2 separate regions of the Mus musculus genome follow, and region 2 is linked to region 1. The links are chromatin contacts, called in public HiChIP or PLAC-seq maps. All regions are on one chromosome and are shown on one strand. The core of a region is the stretch at or near the end of the contact, and the rest is flanking DNA. Distances in the headings are between cores, read along the strand shown. Region 1 overlaps Sobp (sine oculis binding protein). Region 2 holds the start of Mtres1 (mitochondrial transcription rescue factor 1).

Region 1 (7,362 bases), core at 1,985-4,484:
GTTCTTATGTCAGATTTTTAGAAAGTATCTTGAAAGAACAAACAAGAACCAGTCCATGCCTAAGTGGGTATCTTATTCAATCTTACACTGTCAAAAATATCAATGAAAAAAAAAAAAACCACTGAGAAGAAAAGAGTGGATTTCCACATGCAGACCCACATCTGACTCCTATGCACCCACGATCACACGCTAGTGTGTCGCCACTTGTTTACAGAAAGGGAGGCTGCCAGTTAGATGAGAGGCATCATCAAATGCCCAACATATGTTGTTTGTGCATTGCTTATGTGACCAGTCATTATTAAAATGTATCTTTTAATCATATCAGTTTACAATGGTTAAACACAAACACTGCATGAACACAGCAGTAGAACACTCTGAAATCAAGGTTTCCCTTAGACCAGCACTGACTGACGCCATTGCTAAACTGCGGGGAGAAGGTTTCAGTACACTAACAATGGTGCTGAGTTTTGCAATCCCTTCTCTGAAGCTGTGCAGCTCAAATGCTATGGGAAAGATAAAGAAAGAAGGAAGAGAGAAAGAAAAAAAAAAGATTGTGTGTGTAGAATCCTGTCAGGAGAAGTGAGGGACTAGAGGAACTACTGAAAATTTTGACATCTGTTTATCTGTTTATAGCGATGGCAAGATCACTCATATTAATTCTTGTTTAAAATGCCATACGAAGGGAAGACACTTGTGCAAACAAGAGTCATATTTGAATTGTAGATCATGTCTGTGCCATCTGTGAGAGCTGATGGTGTTGCAAAATTAATGTGTTAATGAAATCACAATAATTTCTCCAAAGTAATGGGTTCTGAAGCCGAGAAGGACTATTTTTTGAACTTTGGTGTCTAGTGATTTCCAATTGGGAAGGCATCTGAGCCTTTAATTAGCTCTGCAGCCCAGCTTTAAAATAAATTTGGTGATATCTTTCTTTTGCCAGGAGTAGATCCGAAGGGGGTGGGGTGGAAGCCATAACAACTTTTGGAAAGTGTTCTCTGGTGTTTGAAAAGTTGTTAAATAAGACTGTCTGCCAAGAAATGTCACCAAAATTCTGACTGCCGAGAAAGAGTGGGCAAACAGCTCAAAAAATAATTCTAGCTTGCTGCAACATCACGGGTTGGGAGAGCTGAACCTCACACAGACTTCATGACTAAGTCCAAGTTTCTCCTTGGAAGCCAGACATAGCGGTGTTCGGCGCTTTATGCGATTGGTTAGCACAGCACACCCTTTCCAACCACTTTATTGGATACAGTGCACAGTGGCTTTACATAAGGAGAATTTTAAGAGGTTATGTTGCCTGATTGTTGAACTCCCTGGAGATTCCTTCCCTCCAACGTTATATAGATATGTATTTACATGAGCCTGTTAGGCAAGTGAAAATATGAAGACAAGTGTACTGAGTAGGTGTCCTAGGTATACGTACAGGGCAGGTGTGCAGGGCAGGTGTGCAGGGCAGGTGTGCAGGGCAGGTGTGCAGGGCAGGTGTGCAGGGCAGGCGTACTTCATAGGAGCACTGGGTAAGTGTCCTGGACAGGTGTACTCCATTTTGTCAGAGCCATCTTTGAAAAGGGGCGGCGGGGGGGGGGGGGAGAATGGTTGTTGCTAATTTTGAGGATCCTATTTATAAAGCAAATTCTTTATTTCATAAATCTTTCAGAAATGTACCCTGTAAAGGGTACCCTTCAACTTATTTGGGAAATGATGATAGAGTTTAATAGAGCCTTTATGTGAAACATGAAACGCCATGTACCCAAGAAAGTTGCTTATCTTACCTGTTGTGGTTTCTATTGCTGTGTTGTAGGTGTGTGACTGGTGTAAACACATAAGGCACACAAAAGAATACCTGGATTTTGGGGACGGGGAGAGAAGGCTTCAGTTCTGCAGTGCAAAATGTCTCAATCAATACAAAATGGACATTTTCTACAAAGAGACACAGGCCAATCTTCCAGCCGGGCTGTGCAGCACACTCCACCCTCACATGGAAAGTAAAGCAGAAGGCACCGGGGTGCAGCTGCTCACGCCAGACTCTTGGAATATCCCGCTAACAGATGCTCGGAGGAAAGCCCCTTCCCCCGTGACTGCAGCTGGCCAAAGCCAGGGCCCCGGCCCATCCTCGTCCACCACCGTTTCTCCATCTGACACTGCCAACTGCTCTGTCACTAAAATCCCCACGCCAGTGCCCAAGTCCCTCCCCATCAGCGAGACTCCGAGCATCCCTCCCGTCTCGGTCCAGCCACCTGCTAGCATCGGACCTCCACTGGGTGTCCCGCCTCGCAGCCCTCCCATGGTGATGACCAACCGCGGCCCAGTGCCCCTGCCCATCTTCATGGAGCAGCAAATTATCCAGCAGATCCGCCCGCCCTTCATCCGCGGACCACCGCACCACGCCTCCAACCCCAATAGTCCCTTGTCCAACCCCATGCTCCCGGGCATTGGGGCCCCGCCCGGAGGCCCCAGGAACCTAGGCCCCACTTCCAGCCCCATGCACCGGCCCATGCTATCGCCCCACATCCACCCCCCAAGTACCCCTACCATGCCTGGGAACCCCCCAGGGCTGCTGCCCCCGCCGCCCCCGGGCGCGCCCTTGCCCAGCCTTCCCTTCCCTCCGGTTAGCATGATGCCAAACGGCCCGATGCCGGTTCCCCAGATGATGAACTTCGGGCTGCCTTCGCTGGCCCCGCTGGTGCCGCCCCCCACGCTGCTCGTGCCGTACCCAGTGATAGTGCCCCTGCCGGTGCCCATCCCTATCCCTATCCCCATTCCCCATGTGAACGATTCCAAGCCCCCCAACGGATTTTCCAGCAACGGGGAGAGCTTCGTTCCGAGCGCTCCGGGCGACTCATCGGCGGCGGGAGGCAAGGCTGGTGGACGCTCCCTGTCCCCGCGGGACTCCAAGCAGGGCTCTTCCAAGTCAGCCGACTCGCCACCCGGAAGCTCCGGCCAGGCTCTGAGCCTGGCGCCCGCGGAGCGCGGTCGTGGGGAGGTGGTGGACCTGACCCGGCGCGCAGGCAGCCCCGCGGGTGCGGGAGGCCAGCCGGGCTTCGCGGGCGTGTTGCACGGCCCGCAGGACGGCGTCATCGACCTGACCGTGGGCCACCGAGCCCGGCTGCACAACGTGATACACCGTGCGCTGCACGCTCACGTCAAGGCGGAGCGCGAGCCGGGAGCCGCGGAGCGCAGGACCTGCGGCGGCTGCAGGGACGGCCACTGCAGCCCGCCCGCCGCCGGCGACCCCGGCCCGGGCGCCCCCGCGGGCCCCGAGGCCGCTGCCGCCTGCAACGTCATCGTGAACGGCACCCGCAGCGCCCCGGCCGAGGCCAAGGGCGCGGAGCCCCCGCCGGAGCAGCCGCCGCCCCCAGCCCCTCCCAAAAAGCTACTGTCGTCCGAGGAGCCTGTGGTGAACGAGCTGGAGTCGGTCAAGGAGAACAACTGCGCTTCCAACTGCCACCTGGACGGGGAAGCGACCAAAAAACTGATGGGGGAGGAAGCCCTGGCGGGGGGCGACAAGTCGGACCCGAACCTCAATAACCCCGCGGACGAGGACCACGCCTATGCTCTGCGGATGCTGCCCAAGACCGGCTGCGTGATCCAGCCTGTGCCAAAACCCGCGGAGAAGGCTGCCATGACGCCGTGCGTCATCTCCTCGCCCATGCTCAGCGCTGGCCCTGAGGACCTGGAGCCTCCGCTCAAAAGGAGGTGCCTCCGAATTAGAAACCAGAATAAGTAAAAAAATAAAAGGTTTGTATGTCCACCTGGGCGTTCCTCCAAGAGACAGCGCCCCTCACCTTGCTTGTTAGAGGCGGAGGTGAGATGCAGCCATCGTGTCACTTACCGCTTTCTCTGAGCACTCTGGGTGGCCAGGTACCATCAACGTTTTGATCCAATACCTATGACAGCTGGCAATGCTATTTAGTACACCATTAGCAGTTTACAGCCGAGAGACAGTTAAGAGCCAAGATCACTCAAGCCCTTGAACCTGAGTTGAAAGCACACTCTGTTTTGTGACACACTATTTTCTTCTTTTCGGGTTCATACCTAATTTATCCAACTGGAAAAGGAGGCATGGGAGGGACGATTACTTGAGGAATCTTACTGTTCAGTTAGGAGGTTGCAGAGCAGTATTGAAATGTCTGGGTAACCCATCAGTGGGCGAGCACCTAGAGCTGGTAGTCCATTTGGCAGATGACTCTTACTCTAGCTTCTCAAGATAACCATATCTGTGGGCTAAAATGAAAAACTAGCCTTACGGCCAACCTACCACGCCCCCCTTTCGGGTACTCAGTGGCTGAGCTGGTGAGTCTCACTTCTACGTGTAGACCTTAATGAAGTGGCAGGCATGTCTCTGTACCCTATGACTGCTGTACCCTACTTAATATCCAGTGAGCCAACAGTTCTGTGAGATGGCGGGGACCACACATGAACCACTGTAGCGACTCTTGCCAATCCTAGTGGAGTAGGCGTCCGGTAGCATACTACCAAGAAGGAAGCTGTGACTTGGAAATATTTGCTCAGTCAGAGCTTGTCGGTGGCGGACCCGGTGTTGACTTCAGGCCTGTCCATTCAATCGCAGAGGGTGAGCTCTCCCATCTATCCAAGCAGGCAACAAGCCAAAACATTGGTTTGTTATAATAAACATTGTTTATTAACCGATTACAGAAAGAAGAGAAATGGGTGTTCCTCCAGCATTTAACTTAGACACTGCTCCTTCCCTGGGCTGGGGACACACAGAAGAATGTGCAAAGTAGGTTGACTACGTCCTATGGTGGGGGGGGGGGACGAGGCCTGGGGGAGGGGAGGAGGACGAGTATCTTCACAGGGTATGCAGGCTCTTCTGGGTGTTTCCCCATAATATTTCTTTGGAGCTATCTCCAAAGAAACAGCTAGCTATCTTCATCCTCCTAGTGGAGAAATAGGATTGGGGAATTTGTCCAAGATTATCTAACTTGTGGGCAGAGTTTCGATTCAAATCCAAGTTGTGGAAGTCCAAAGCTTAATTTCCTTTTGAGCACCGTAGGAGAATCGTCTCACTAGTCCCTCTGTCACCACATTTACAAAAGGTCTCTTATCACCTTGAGGCAAAGTTTATAAAGCACAGCAATGAGCCTCCACTTACCAACTCGCCCGGTGTACACGATCCGAGCCCACCAACCTCTTGCTTTCATGGTGGGAACGTGAGCACTTGGCTTACAGCCAGAGTGGAAGCCCTGAACCAGAGCTAATGGCTAGTGTGAGAATCGTTTCTTGGCCACCATGGTTTGAGGTCTCCTTTCCTGCTGGTGGCTTTGCCAGTGGGGCCAGAACACCAGAGATGAGGCCACTCTTCTTTCCTCCTTTAGCCTACGATGCCTTCAGTCTGAAGGCAGTGGTCTTGGCCTTCTGGAAAGCATGCCAACTGAAAACACCCCAGATAATTTAATCTGCTTGACAATGCTTTGAGTGACCCCCCCAAAAGTGAGAACCTTTAGAAAGCACTGGGACTTGTCACTCACACACACACACACACACACACACACACACACACACTCAAGGAAGAATGGGAGGGTAAAAGATCTCATTGCCATTACTGTGCTAAGAGACCAGGACAGGAACAGTGACAGTCCCTATAAGTGTCTAAAGTATCTATTAAAAGCATAAGGTGTATGGATGGCTGTTTGGGTGACCTGTGCTTCTGAAAAAGTCATCCATCGGACAAGGGTAGTTTCCGTGGGTCAGCGTCACTACTAAAAATGTTAACTTGGCAATAGCCAAGTCTAGAAGATGCTGGTACCAAATAGCCTAATTCTTGTGATTGGAGAGTCCTTTTTATTGTGAGTTTCTCAAGAAATTATAGTTCTTTTTGAAAATCAGGCAAGGGTTTTGAGGGCTGCCGAGAGGAGGCAAGGCAAGGAATTTAAGGAGGGGAGACCATGTCTCCAGTAAGTCAGCAGAGCACCCAAGTAAATCGCTGGCCCCACATCACCTCAGGGCCCAGCCTCCACCTGCTGTGCTCCACTCTCTGGCCCTTCTGGTTCCCTGCTCAGACAGTGTTGCTTTTGCTCTAACTCTCAGGAACTCTCGTGGTTGGAGAGTTGGAAATACTCTATTAACTAAGGGCTGAGTACCCTTTGCGCCCTAATAGTGAGCGCTCCTTGGTAACAAGTCAAATTGAAAGCATTAAAAGAATAAAAAAATAAATAAAAGCAAGGGCTGTGGAGATGCCTTGGTGGGCAAAGCGCTTGTCACACAAGCACAAGGATCACCAGCCCCACGTAAAAGGTGACATGCCATGGTGCGGACCTGCAGATCTCAGTACTGGAGGTCAAAGCCATGATCCCCAGGGAGGTCTTGCTGCCTAAATCAGCTAAATCAGCTGCTTCACCTTCACCGTACCATACCATACTTTTTAGAATACATTTCAAAATCCGAAAGCCACTAGATCTGCCTTCAAAGAACTCGACACATTTGTTCAACCTCTGTAGACTGCAGGCCCCCTCTCCCATTTTGAAATTATTCTGTCCCCGCTTTCCCGACTTTATTCATTCTTGTTTGTGCGTATGGTTACAAATGATTCCAACCGGCAGATGTTTCTCCCATATGCAGAACTGATTAAGTTTAGTTGAAGACTTTTAGATGGTTGTAAACTCTTTTTAATCGCCAATGTTTAAAGTTAGGAATCCCAGTCCCACTGCCTCAGTAGCTAGAAAAAAAAATCCCACAAATAATAATGAAAACAATGTATGAGTATGTCTAAACTATTCTCCCCACACAGAATTCCACTGGTAGATGGACTAGTCCCTCCTTTGCCGATGCCTGGAAGCTTGGTGGGTAGCTGTATGAACTCAGAGAGATGTTTGTACTAGAATCTCTATAGTTTATGCTTATTTATGGTACATCGGGGAGTTCAGAGCAACCATGTGTAAATTTTTGAAAGTATTCAAAGAAAATATCCTCATTCCTTGGTTTTCCAGGGAAACAACATATTTTAAACAAAATAATCAATGGGAAAAAATGAAAACCAGGAATAACCCTTTCACCCCATTCTTTATGCTCTCCTGGGGCAGTAGACCCACACAGTGCCCTCTGCTCTGTGGTTCTCCAGTCTCTTACATGTTTCTAGAGCTGTGGAAATGGGTAGAGAGAACACGTGACTCTTTGTTCCTGGTCCAAATTCCACAATGTTCGTTCCTTGCTCAGCAGCGGAGGATACACTTTGCATTTGAAGAAAGCTGGAGGAGTTTCACGTAATTTGGGCTTCTTGGAGCTTAGTCTGGTTGTAGAGCCACAAGCCCCAAAACACTGTTTCAAAGCATAGGGTTAGCTTCACGGGGAAGCCAAAAGGGAGGTGTTAATGTACTCATTGGTGAGTTTGTTTCTACACTGAAA
Region 2 (7,362 bases), core at 3,230-5,729, 520 kb before region 1:
GTGTCTCTCTCATGTTGGAGTCCCACCTCAGGACCAGCTTCTCAAAGCAAAGCCCATAAAAGCTCACGCACAGGTGCAGGAAGTACTGCTGGGTGGTTGGTTTAGGTCCAAGCTTATTATGGGTATCGACACAGAGCAGTTCTACTGATTTCTATTGTGATTGGTTTCCAAGGGCACAAAACATAACAGCATATGTAATCAATCTTGGCATTAGAAAGTTTCCTAGTAACAGCAGAAACAACATATGAGAAAGTTTCCTTATAATATCAGTAACAGTGCAAAATGGCAGGCTAGCTAGGTAACAGTTACCTAGGCCTTAACAGTCCATCCAGGCCTTACTAGTTTACCTAGGCCTTAACACTGGACATACAAAGAATCCTGTCCTTATATCACATCCCTCTGTGGGGCTGGTACCTGCCATATTTCTTGCAGAAAGCCCAGTGGGTCTTAAGAATAGTCATCATGTTCAAGAGATTTTTTTTTTAAGATTTATTTATTTTTATTTATTTGAGTGCACTGTAGTTGTCTTCAGACACACCAGAAGAGGGCATCAGATGGTTGTGAGCCACCATGTGGTTGCTAGGAATTGAACTTAAGACCTCTGGAAAAGAGATCAGTGCTCTTAACCACTGAGCCATCTCTCCAGTCCCTAAGAATTTGTTTTAAAACTATGTGTATAGCCGGGCGGTGGTGGTGCACACCTTTAATCCCAGCACTTGGGAGGCTGAGGCAAGTGGATCTCTGTGAGTTCAAAGCCAGCCTGTTCTACAGAGATAGTTCTAGGACAGCCAGGGCTACCTAGAGAAACCCTGTCCAGGAAAAACAAAACAAACAAACTAGAACAAAACTATGTAAATATGTATGTATGTATGTATGTATGTAGGGGTGCAGATGAGCACAGGGCCCTCGGAGGCCAATTGGATCCCTTAGAGCTAGAGTTACATTTGGGAGTTGCCTTATATGTGTAGCATTTAATTTCAGTCCTCTGCAAGCATGGCATATGGTCTGAAATGCTGAGCCATATGTGGAGTCTCTATTTATTTATTTTTAGAAGCAAGTCTCATTCCAGGCTGCCTAGAACTCTCTTTTTACTTGAGGATAGATAGCCTTGAACTGACTCTCCTGCTTCTCCTTCCCAAAATCTAGGATTACAGCTCTGAGGTCGACAGCACAACACCCTAGGGCAGCAGCTGAAGTCCTGAGTGGATGTGCATTGTTGGCATGAGCGTGGGCGACCAAGGACCTCACACCTCAGACCCATGGGGATGGCAACGCCTTCTCTCCATCCAAGTACAGATGCTGACAAATGGCAGACCTTTAGCTAAAGCCGGTGTGGGCAGAAACAATCAGCTGCAGCTTTTACAACCTGGATGCTGACATTTATTCTGTACCTGCCAACCGCAGCTTCCTCCTCATAGATGACTGCTCCCCTGCAGGCCACCCAACCTGCCTCCTCCTCTTTCCATGTTTCCAGTCTCCTCCAACAGAGCACACACTCCCAGCCTTTAGGCTTGCAGCTCTCGGCAATATCTAGCTCATGTAGGACTGGGGTTCAAATCAGAGTCTTGTACATGCTAGGCACTCTACCAACTGAACCACACTGTCTGATCCTGTTTTGCTTTTAGAGACAGGGTTTTTGTAGTCCAGGCTGGCTCACTCTGTAGCCTAAGCTAGCCCCAAACTCCCAGAGGCTCAACTGCCTCACCTCCCAAGTGATCTAGAATTATAGGCATGAGTGAGTCACCATGTCCAGCTTTATTTTTAATTTATTTGCTATTTATTTATTTTTACAGTAACTCCAGAGCACACATACGCTGTGCAAGTACTCTACCACTGAGCTACACCTCCAGGCCTTTTTTTTTTTTTTTTGGATTTTTTGAGACAGGATTTCTCTGTATAGTCCTGGCTGTCCTGGAACTCACTCTGTAGACCAGGCTGGCCTCAAACTCAGAAATCCGCCTGCCTCTGCCTCCCGCTTTTTCTTTTTAATGTATATTTTAAATAAAAGCCAAGTGTGATTGCACTGGCCTACAGTAGAACTCAAGAGCTGGAGGCAGGAAAACAAGAAGTCCAAGCGTATCCTTAGCTACAGAGCAAGTTCAAGGTCAGTCAAGCTATATGAGATAATATTTGAATAGACATAAAATAAATATTTTTTAGATTTATTTATTTATATTATGTATCTGAGTACACTGTCACTCTCTTCAGACAAACCAGAGGAGGGCATTAATCCCATTACAGGTGGTTGTGAGCCACCAAGTGGTTGCTAGGAATTGAACTCAGGACCTCTGGAAGAGCAGTCAGTGCTCTTAACTGCTGAACCATCTCTCCTGCCCAAATAAATATTTTTTAAATTACACATATAAAGGCCTTTGTATTAACTATTTTTTCTTTTCTACAGAATTACTAATTATTATGAACAAGTGTTTTTTCTACAATACCTGAAGAATTAATAAAGAAAATAAATGTGTATTCAAATATTAATTTTGCTTGTGTGTGTGTGTGTGCCTGATGCTCTCACATGTCAAAAGAGGGATTGGTCTCTGGAACTGGAGCTACAGATAGTATAAGCCACCATATGTGTGCTGGGAATCAAATCCACATCCTCTGGAAGAGCAACCAGTGCTCTTAACCACTGAGCCATCTCTCCTGGTCCTCTGTATGTCATCTTAAAAAGATTTCACCCTGTGAGATGGCTCAGTGGGTAAACGCACTTGCTACCAGACCTGGCAATGCAATTTTGATCCCTGGGCCCCACATAGTAGACAGACTCCGGCAAGCTGTCCTCTGACCTACACACCCACAGACACCCACAGAAATAACATTTTTTGTTTGGTTGGTTTGGTTGTTTGGTTTTTTTGTTTTGTTTTGTTTTGTTTTGTTTTTTGAGACAGTGTTTCTCTGTGAAAGGAGCCCTAGCTGTTCTAGACTTGCTTTTTAGACCTGGCTGGTCTCAAACCCACAGAGATCTGCCTGCCTCTGCCTCACAAATGCTAAAACTAAAGACATGGGCTACCATACCCTGCAATCTTTTTAATTTTTTTAAAAAATTTTTTCCCAAGGGGTGGTGAACTGGCTCAAAGGATAAAGGCTTTCGCTGCCAAGACTAAAAGACCTGAGTTCCCTAGGTCAAACATGATGGCAGGTGTTGACCTACAAGTAAATGCAACTGTGTATCCCTCCTGATCTCACAATGTCAACCGTGTAGATGTATCATTTCAGCATTTGAAACAATTTGTAGTTGTGCATTCCTCTTATACAAACACAATCAAGAAACTATTGTGCCAACTTAGGAGAAAGGAGCATCAATGAAAAGGCGGGGAACAGAGCTCACAGACTTGGAAGGGAAACGTCTGAAAAAGAAGAAAATCAGGAAGGCTACTTCTCGTTTAATACAGCATATATCCCAACAAACGTTAACGCAAACATATCTAAACCTGGGCTCCAGAGGGAAGGGCACTGGCTGCTCTTCCAGATGAGCCAGATTCCATTCCCAGCATCTGCATGGTGGTTAGCAACCATCTGTAACTCCAGTCCCAGGAGATGCAATGCCCTCTTCTGGCCTCCTTCAGCATAGAGGCACATGGTACATGCAGGCAAAGACACTCATACACGTAAAAGTATTTACGTTTTAAAAACAAACAAACAAAACAAAACAAAACAAAAAAACAACTTTTGTGAAACTGACTGTACTCTAGTGTCTGGGCTATATTCCATCTGACTCCCAAGGTTTGTTTTCACTGGTTCCACTAAACCGTGTTTTCCTAGACTCTAACCCCTGTCCAATCACTTCTGGCATGGCAAGAAAACTGAACGAAAACGGTGTGACTTAGTTTTTTTTGGGGGGTGGGGGGTCAGGGGTTGATATATTGAGACAGGGTTTCATGTAACCCAAGCTGGTCTCAAGCTTGTTATGTAGCCAAAGACAGGTCAAGTGACTTACTTGATCTTTCTGCCTCCACTCCCCCAATGATAGGATCACACCCAATGTGAGGTATTTTATTTATTCCCATTTATATTTATTTCTTTGTAGCTCAGCCTGGCCTCGAACTTCCTAGTCATGTACCCAAGGAAAACCTTGAACCCCCATTCTTCCTACCTCGGTCTCTCCAGTGTTGGGATTACAGCGATACACCTACACACGGACGGGTTAGAAGTAAACTCTTATATTCTGTGATGTTAAGACAGTTTTCTGGAGACAACATCTATAACTCACTAAGAAGTTCAGGGCTTTGGCTATTCGAGAGAAAGAACTTTTGCTTCCAAACCAAATTCTTCTGGAACTGGCTGCCAAGCTCAGCGGGCCTGGGATGGGCCTCCCACGTCCCCTCTCCCCCCCCCCCCCCCCCCCACCTCACTTCCCCACACCCCGACCTCAACAGCGTGGTCCTCCAAGGCGCCGCGTCCAGCAGGGGACGCTGTGAGGCCACCACCGTGCTCAGATGCGCCTAGGGGTCCACTCTCTGCGTAGGCTGGGGCGGAAGAGGCGGGGCAGGTGCGGAGGTGGCTCCCGCCTGCGGTCGGCGCGGTCCGGGGAGGGACCAGCGGACTGCGCAGGTGAGTGCGCCCCTACTGGCCCGCCGGCTCAGCCCCTCGCCGGGCGCTTCGCCCTCGGCTGGCTTCTGCCCTGCGGCGCTCCGGCCGTGTCTGCGAACCCTTCCCGTTCCGCAGAGTTGGGGTTGCCTAGGGACGCCTCTCGAACCCCGGGACCGTGGGAATTAAGCTGGCCCAGGCTGTGCGTCCCCGGACTTGGGTGCAGCAAGCTGCAGACACACTGACTCGGGGCTGGGCGGCGTGGGAGTGTCCAGTTTCCTTTGACCTTGGGGGACCTGGGGAAGGTTCGGGATGGGAGGGCTCCAGGGGAACTCGATCTTGTGTAGAAGTCCGCTTCCGACGTCCGCAGAAGGGAAGGGTTTCGTAGCTGTAGACCCAACCAACTGGAGGCCAGGCCCGGGTCTTACAGAGCGGTGACACGCTAAGGAACGTGGATCCACTCCCAGCGTAGTGCAGGTCAAGGACAGCTTTGCCTGTGTATCCTAAACACTGCTCTTCTGCCAGTCTTAGCCTTCGTTATAGAGTCTATAGCTTTATAGAAATCTCACCCGAAACGAACCTTACGGGCTTTCTTTCCTAGTCATCTCTAATGCAAACTGCCGTCAAGGAGATTTTTTCATATGGACTCCTGCCGGGTTACTTTCCTACTAAAACTCTCTGTATCTCTCGTGCCGTCTGGGTGACCTCCAGACTTAGGTCTATAAGACTTTTTTAAGGCGGCCTCGTTGTGACTGGCTTCTTACTTTTATAGTGAACGATGTCCTTGAACACGTGAGCTCCTGCCTCTTTCCCAGATGCTTGAATTATAGGCTTGCAACAGCGTTCCTAGCTTCTGCAAGTTTTTAATTACCAGGCACTATTTCTGTGCACGTGAGATAAATAAAACAGGGATGAAGAAGAAGTCTAGTCTTGTGGAGTGTATGCACATGCAGACAGCATCTGGTAAATTACACAGCAGCCTGTGATTAGCTCTGGGGGTGGGGTAAGTGTGGTAAAGGGGACCGATTGGCAAGGTGGAGTTGCGTTGGAATAGTTGGAATGGAATGGGTAGGCCCCGCTGAGGGGATGTGTTTGAGTCTAGACTTGAAGGTGAGTTTCCTTGCAGATACCTAAGTGAGAGTGTTCTAGGCCTGTCTGGAACAAAGGTCCCTAGTTTGTCCAGAATGTGTCCCCCTAGTTTCATGTGTTAGGAATTTGGTGCAGTACCTTTAGGAAGAGCAGGGCCATGAAGGTTCTTTCTGAAGAATGGACAGTCGGTATTAGTGGGTATTAAGGGAGTACGTGGCTTTGTTATGAAAACAAGCTCTCTCTGGCATGCTTACACCATCCTTATCTTCCACCTTGTGATGCAGCAAGAAGTCCTTTCACCAAATGGCAGCTTCTAAAGGGCAGAAGGGAAGGGGAGTTTGTTTAAGGGGAGAAGAGGGTTAGAGGCAGTTGACTTGAATTTCCCAGACTCTAGAGGCATGAGTAAAAAAAAATCTCTATCCTTTATAATCACCCCAGCTCTAAATCAGTTGTAGCCATGGAAAACACTCTTTAAGGATAGCTGCTTGTGTGTAAGGACCATGAAGACTAGTGTCAGTGCGGCAGGGGCTGAAGCTGACCAAGTAAGACAGACACGGTTGTCACTGTTCAGGTTTTGTTTAGTTTGGGTTTTGTGTGTGAGGGTGTGGTGTAGCTGTCTCATTTAGGGCTGAGCACGTAAGTCCCCGTACTTTAATCAGTTTATACTTTAACTGATGCCCACTGCAAAGAGAAGCTTTTTAAAGCTAACTTCTGGGTGTATATGTAGAAGGCACTTTGACACCATATTTGTGTAGCAAACCAACAACAGGTTCCCCAGGATCTTCCCAGCCATGGACTTTTGGACCGGGTTTACAGTAGCACCTTTCTTAATTCTGTGAAACAGGCTCTCATTGAGTTAACCAGGCTGGCCTCGGCCACACTCTGGCCTAAGCAGCCATTGATCCGTCACATCACCCTGCCCCACCAGGCCCAGGAGTGTTTTTTTCTTTTGAATGCTTTGGGGGAGCTGCTTTTATAGTCTTGCCTGGTAGTTCATGCTGGCCTGAACTTTTACCATGCCAAACCTGAAGTCGTATTCACTCCCTGAAACCCATGCCAGAAAGCCAGATGTGTTGCCAAGATGAGAGAGAGACGACTTATATACACCATGTATACAAACAACAGTAATTAACATGAATAATCCAGGAAGCCGGGCGTGGTGGTGCACACCTTTAATCCCAGTACTCGGGAGGCAGGCGGATTTCTGAGTTCGAGGCCAGCCTGGTCTTCAGAGTGAGTTCCAGGACAGCCATGGTTATACAGAGAAACCCTGTCTCGAAAAAAGAAGAAGAAAACTGTCCAGGAGTGGACACCTGTAGTCTCCAGTCACCAGCACTTTGGAGGCAGAAGAGTTTCAAGGCAGCCTAGAGAATTTGAGCTACCTGAGACCCTGTCTCAAAGCAAGGCAGTGGAAAGTCATGAGAAGCGGGACATGGTGTGACGTGCTTGTAATCCCAAAGTGTGGGAGCCCCGGGGAGGCTGTGAACTGAAGGACAACAGGGCTATATAACAAGACCTTGCCTTGAAAAGAAAGAAAGGAAAGCCACTAGCTTCTGTTTTGAGTCACCAGGCAGATGCTGTTACATTAACTAAAATGAAGAAGGTTCCAGGTTCAGCAGGTCTGATATCACGTGTTTGGTTCTGGGTTTGGTCATGTCAGACACTTAGTTAGACATTGTGTCTGTGGGCCTCAGCATATAGCCATACCCGCAGCTATGATTTATTACATTGTGGGTTTAT

Evidence for each region. HiChIP or PLAC-seq counts read pairs in DNA pulled down with a chosen protein or histone mark.
Region 2: a contact with region 1 is called in an H3K4me3 HiChIP or PLAC-seq map of forebrain, with 4 times the contacts expected there. The contact joins the promoter of Mtres1 here to the enhancer-like site in region 1. A contact is called at or near these places in 7 of 39 promoter capture datasets (the 3T3-L1 cell line, the C10 cell line, embryonic stem cells and 4 more), 1 of 484 Hi-C or Micro-C datasets (the N1E-115 cell line) and 4 of 115 datasets of contacts at active chromatin or transcription factors (the 230-238 cell line, embryonic forebrain, embryonic hindbrain and 1 more).

Annotation. Positions count from the first base shown.
Region 1 is chr10:43,017,358-43,024,719 of GRCm38.p6, reverse strand. It overlaps Sobp (sine oculis binding protein), which reads left to right. Exons shown (of 7, transcript NM_175407.3): 6 at 1,802-3,738. The coding sequence ends at 3,727. Among named protein-coding and RNA genes, the nearest start is that of Gm47815, 14 kb to the left of the region's middle. Within about 2 kb of position 3,234, at least 71 of the 459 cell types and tissues checked have an H3K27ac peak or open chromatin away from gene starts, as enhancers often do. A contact at or near this core is called in forebrain, where this site is marked.
Region 2 is chr10:43,538,135-43,545,496 of GRCm38.p6, reverse strand. Mtres1 (mitochondrial transcription rescue factor 1) reads left to right here and starts at 4,479. Exons shown (of 4, transcript NM_026411.2): 1 at 4,479-4,557.